2 separate regions of the Sus scrofa genome follow, and region 2 is linked to region 1. Evidence: chromatin contacts called from public HiChIP or PLAC-seq data. All regions are on one chromosome and are shown on one strand. Each heading gives the region's core, a stretch centred on a gene start, on an enhancer-like site or on the middle of the called end of the contact. The rest is flanking DNA. Distances are from core to core; before and after follow the strand shown. Region 1 overlaps STPG4. Region 2 overlaps TTC7A (tetratricopeptide repeat protein 7A).

Evidence for each region. HiChIP or PLAC-seq counts read pairs in DNA pulled down with a chosen protein or histone mark.
Region 2: a contact with region 1 is called in an H3K27ac HiChIP or PLAC-seq map of skeletal muscle. The contact joins two enhancer-like sites. A contact is called at or near these places in 5 of 47 Hi-C or Micro-C datasets (embryonic fibroblasts, liver and skeletal muscle) and 1 of 2 datasets of contacts at active chromatin or transcription factors (skeletal muscle).

The regions. Positions count from the first base shown.
Region 1 is chr3:93,395,387-93,398,086 of Sscrofa11.1, forward strand. All of the region lies in intron 3 of STPG4, which reads left to right. Among named protein-coding and RNA genes, the nearest start is that of STPG4, 10 kb to the left of the region's middle. Within about 2 kb of position 1,340, at least 1 of the 83 cell types and tissues checked has an H3K27ac peak or open chromatin away from gene starts, as enhancers often do. A contact at or near this core is called in skeletal muscle, where this site is marked.
Region 2 is chr3:93,460,027-93,462,726 of Sscrofa11.1, forward strand. All of the region lies in intron 19 of TTC7A (tetratricopeptide repeat protein 7A), which reads right to left. Among named protein-coding and RNA genes, the nearest start is that of STPG4, 75 kb to the left of the region's middle. Within about 2 kb of position 1,330, at least 31 of the 83 cell types and tissues checked have an H3K27ac peak or open chromatin away from gene starts, as enhancers often do. A contact at or near this core is called in skeletal muscle, where this site is marked.

The DNA.
Region 1 (2,700 bases), core at 90-2,589:
GTTGCTGTGGCTGTGGTGTAGGCTGGCAGCTACAGCTCCGATTGGACCCCTAGCCTGGGAACTTCCATATGCCGTGGGTGCAGCCCTAAAAAACAAAAACAAAATTTTTTATTGGAGTATAGTTGTTTTATAATGTATTAGTTTCACGCGTACAGCAAAGTGAGTCAGTTATACATATATCCATTCCTTTTTCCCGTATAGGTTACTATAGAACATTGAGTAGACCTCCCTGTGCTATAAGTAGGTCCTTGTTGGTTGTCTGTTTTATACATAGTAGTGTGTATGTGTTAATCCCATCCTCCCAATTTATCCCCCACCCTCACTCCTTGTGGCTCTTTTTTTTTTTTTTTTTTTCCGTCTTTTTGCCTTTTCTAGGGCCACTTCCTGTGGCATACGGAGGTTCCCAGGCTAGGGGTGGAAACAGAGCTGTAGCTGCCGGCCTACACCAGAGCCACAGCAACGCGGGATCTGAGCCGCGTCTGCAACCTACACCACAGCTCACAGCAATGCTGGATCCTTAACCCACTGAGCAAGGCCAGGGATCGAACCTACAACCTCATGGTTCCTAGTCAGATTCGTTAACCACTGAGCCACTACGGGAACTCCTCCATGTGGCTCTTAATAGTTTACTGTGAGCTTCCACATATATTTTCTTAGTAGTTCTTCGCAGGCATTCTGAAACCAGCAAAACAGATGCTATCCCCCTTTTACAGATGAGAAAACTGAGGTGAATAGAGATGAAGCAGCAGGGTCATAGGCGCATAGCTAACAAATAGGTGACACAGGAGTTCCGACGTGGTGCAGCAGTTAACAAACCCGACTAGGATCCATGAGGATTCGGGTTCGATCCCTGGCCTCTCTCAGTGGGTTAAGGATCTGGCGTTGCGTGAGCTGTGGTGTAGGCCGGCAGCTGTAGCTCCGATTTGACCCCTAGCCTGGGACCCTCCATATGACGTGGATGCAACCCTAAAAAAGGCAAAAGAAATAAGTAATAAATAAATAAATAAATAAATAAATAAATAGGCGAGATAGTACTTTCAACTGAAGGCTTCTGAGCCCAAGGGCCAGTGTTGGGATTTGGACTTTGTTATTTGGGACTTTGGGCCTTAATAGCGTCCATTTACAAAGGAGCCAAAAATAGTACCAGGCTTTACAACCGTGTCAGCATAATATGGTGATACCCGGAGTAGATGCATTGCAACCGGAGGTTGAACTAAATGGAAAGGGGTTGTGGTTATTAGGATGGACTAGAAATCTTTCCAGCCGGATGAGCACATGTATCCCAAGCGTGAACCCTTCCTACGGCTTTGCAAATTATAGCTTTGACACCGGGCAGAATGATAAATGCTCATCGGGTTAATCTTATCCTGTTCGCCTCGGCAGATGAATACAAACACTAAATTATGCTTAGACGTTTACGGCTTAGTATCAGGTAGCTTGGCGACGTGCGAGATCGTTCTGGCCACCTCCAAGGCGAGAGCATTTTGCCTCAGCCTCCACCGCCTCCTGGTGCTTCTCTGCTGGCTTTTAGAGGTTTCTGAGGGTAACGCTGGGCCCAGTGTCGAAAGTAGAAAATCTACATGGTTGGTATTAGGCAAAATTTAAAGCTTTAAAAGACCAAAAGAATTTGGCTTACCCAAAGGGCTGGATAAAACCTTCTGAAAACGTAACTTTCCTGTTCCTTTCTCCTCTTTCTCCCCCTCTCCCACAAAGGCTTGAGCTCTGGAAACTGGGAGAGTTAAGTGATTTCCTACTTTTCTGTTTCAAAGATATATGACAATACAGTCATTAAGAGGAGGGCTATTCAGATGTAACACTGCTTACGCAGCACCAATGAAATTCAAACTTCAGTTTTTTAAATAGGATTCAGTAAAATAATAATTTGAATTTAAGGTGAATACAGTATACATCATTGTTATTTATTGAGGTAGAGCAACATTCTCAAGTGCCCTAAATTTCGTAGATTATTTATGTTATACCTCATTAGTGCTGTTCTTTATTTGTAAGAAAGCTCTATTTTGTTTTGTTTTGTTTGTTTTAATTGTTATTTCCCCAGTACAATTTTTTTTCCTGCTGTACAGCATGGTGACGCAGTTACACCTATGTGTATAGATTCTATTTTCTCATATTATCATGCTCCATCATGAGTGACTAGACATAGTTCCCAGTGGATCTCATTGCTAATCCATTCCAAAGGCAATAGTTTGCATCTCTTACTATTTTTAATACCTTGATTCTGAAGCATGTAACTCAACTGGAGAACCTGTATCAAAGAATCCTTTCGTGTGTGTGTGTGTGCGTGTGCAATCATCTGTATCTGGCTTTTTCCAAAGAGTATTTGATCATGGATCTGCAATTTTTACAATCTGTGTTTTCTTATTAGAGAAGTAATGTTTTTATTTTAGAACACACATACAAAAGTGGCACCATCTCTCTTCCTTATGTAGTTTTATGACCCACTTTTCCCCTGTGTTGCCGTCATCCACTAATCCCTGGGTTCTGGCACCTCATGTCTGGATGATTTTGGCTCCCTTTGCTCCTTGGCACTCTTTCCACTACTCCTGTCATAATTTCAGTACACAATAGACAATGATGATTTTCCAAATCTGGCTTCTCAATTTCTTGAACTCTCTCCTCCATCAGCCGCTCACGCCTTAGATTTTCTTCAACACCGATCATTTCACCCTCCATAATCTCAGC
Region 2 (2,700 bases), core at 80-2,579, 65 kb after region 1:
CTTCCATCCAGCCCGGCCTCCTGGGTCACCTGCAGTGGGAACTCTGCCCCTCCTGGCCCCAGGGGATGGGCTTTCAACTCAGCAGACCTGGCTTTGGGTCTCCCCAGTACAGCTGCGGGACTCTGGGCACGTCACCGCTCTCTGGCCCTTGGGTTCCTCATTTGTAAATGCGAAGGACCACCGTGCCCACCTTTAGGGTTGTGACGTTTACACGACAGTACAGGCAAAGCACTTGAATGATGCCTGGCATGTGTGAACTCGAAGTCATGGGTGTGGACCCTGAGTCCCTGTGCTGCACTGTGGCACCGCCCTTCTCCCCAAGGCACACTCGAGACCGAGGAGGGTACACTCCAGGCTTGAGGGTGGAGGGACAGGTCCTGTGCCTACAGCAGTGGCCTGTCCTCCTGGGACTTAAAACCCAGCCCAGCCTGGCCTGGCAGGCGAGGGGTGCAGGAAGAGAGTCAGATGGCCAGAGACAGGGACGGATGGATGCTGGGTGAGGGGAGGGCCTCTGCGGAGGGGTCAGGACCACCCAGGAGGCTTGGCCCTGCTGTTTGGCTCCAACGACCCTGAGCAATAGAGGAAGTGATGGGACTGGTCCCAAAAGGGTTGGGAAGTGAAACTGGCACCCTGTTCCTTGATGTCCCCGTCCACCCACACTGAGGAGGATGTGGGGAGGTGGGGGGCCAGGGTCCTCATGTGACCTCCAGTCCCAGAAAGGTTGCTTTGCACCAACCCATCCAAGTGTGTTCCAGCCCTCAAAGGTGTCACAGAGCAGCACACAGCGCCGGGGGCCAGCCTCTCGTTCAAAGCCATAGATAAAGCCTGAACCACACTGGCTTCCTGGACAGGCGGGGGCTGAGGAGCTGCCTTCTATGTGCCTGGAGCCCCCTCGCGGGTGCCCGCCCACGGATGGCCATGTACATTTTTAGCTGGAACATTTTCCTCCCGCCGCACTCCCCAGAGTTAGGCCCTCCGTTGCTATGGAGACCCACTGGGGAAGATGCACATGGCTGATTTCATAAAGTCCTCTGAGGGCCTGGAACACGACCAATTAGGCAAGAGTAAAAGATGGGGCTCAGGAAGCCCTAGAAAAGCCCCTCTCTCCCTCTCTGGAGGTGCCGGCTGGCTGTCTTGGTGGCCAGGGGGCCGGGCAGGGAAGGGGAGCTGTTCGAGGCAGGGCCAAGCCGTCCTCAGGGAACCGCAGGGATGGGGGCGCACAGGGGAACCAGGGGCAGGGTGGAGGCTGAGGCACAGCCCCTGGATCTGGCCAGAGAGGAGCGGTGCTGACTCAGGGCTGCCCGGGACCGGAGGGCAGTGCCCAGCCTGACCGGCAGGGCTCCAGGCCAAGCTGTTCTGCCCGCATGGCCTGGGAGCTGGACCCTGAGCAGCTCATGATGGAACAGGGCCCACAGGGAGGAGGGCAGGAAGGCGAGACGACAGGCCGCCAGACACCACAATTAAGCACCAAAAATGGAAGGTTTGAGCCCTGTGAGTGCTGCCCATGGGGGAGCAACGAGGACGGACAGAGAAGGCCAGCAGCACCTCCCAGAGCGGGGGTGGGGCCCTGTGGTTTTTACACACCAAGTTTTCTCTATTGAGCTTCCATGGGAGACTTTGTTTGAAAAGTGGGCTCTACAGCTAAAAAATGAGTTTAAAAACCCCTGATCTTGAGAAGTGTGTAGGTGTTTGGGAAGGGGCCCAGATGCATCTGCAGCCTGAACAGGGCACAGGTATGTTTGGGGTGGGACGGAGGGTTGGTTTTCCTCGCGGTGCTGAAGGTTTTGGGGAGGCTTCTCTGTGTGTCCTGTGTAGAGGGACAAAGCCCAGGGCTGCAGAGCTGGAAGACCTGGCCGGGCTGGACTCCCAGCTCTGTCTCTGACAAGGGCCGTGACCGTGGGCAAGTGGCCCATTTTCTCGGAGCCACTGTTTCCTCATCTGTAATCTGGGGCAGCGAACAGTCCTCCTTTGTAGGCTACTGTGGGGATTCTGCAAGGATGGATTTGAAACTGGGTAGCAAGGCGCAGGTTGGGGCTGACAGCAAATGGAAGTGTCCCCAAGCTGAACAGAGGGTCAGGGTGGCGGGAAGGGGGGACAAGGAGGGTGCAGAAGAGCAGATTCCTTTAGAGGGCAAGGCTCCCCCTGGGGTTGGATCACGTCCCCCCCTCCCAACCCTGGGGTGCTGACCTTAGCGCCTGAAAGGAGACACCGGGGTCAGGCTGGGGCCTGGAGGCCCAGGGCCTGTAACAGGATCTGCGGCCACCTGCCCGAGACACCAGCCTGTTCAGTTCATGTTTGGTAGCAACTCGAGCTGTTTGCTGCCTGACAACTGGGCGGGGCCCCGCCCCAGGAAGATGCGAGGTCTCACCTGCTCTGCCCCCAGCTTGGCACTGGGCCGAGGGCCCACGGTCCGGCACCCTCTTGGCACCCTGACCCCCAGCTGCCCTGAGAACAGGTCTCCAGGGAGAAGGTGGGAACCCAGAACCGGCATCTCGATTGCATCCCAATGTCCCTGCTGACCCCTCCCGACCCTGTGCTGAGAGAGGAGACCAGACCTGCTGAGTGACTTTCAGCTTCTGACACTTGACCTGGGAGATGGCACGGCTGTGCCTCCCACGCCGGGATGGGAACGACGTGCATGCTGCTCAGGGTGACGGAGCATCACGCCTATAACGGGCGCCGCTCAGGGAGGGCAGGGCC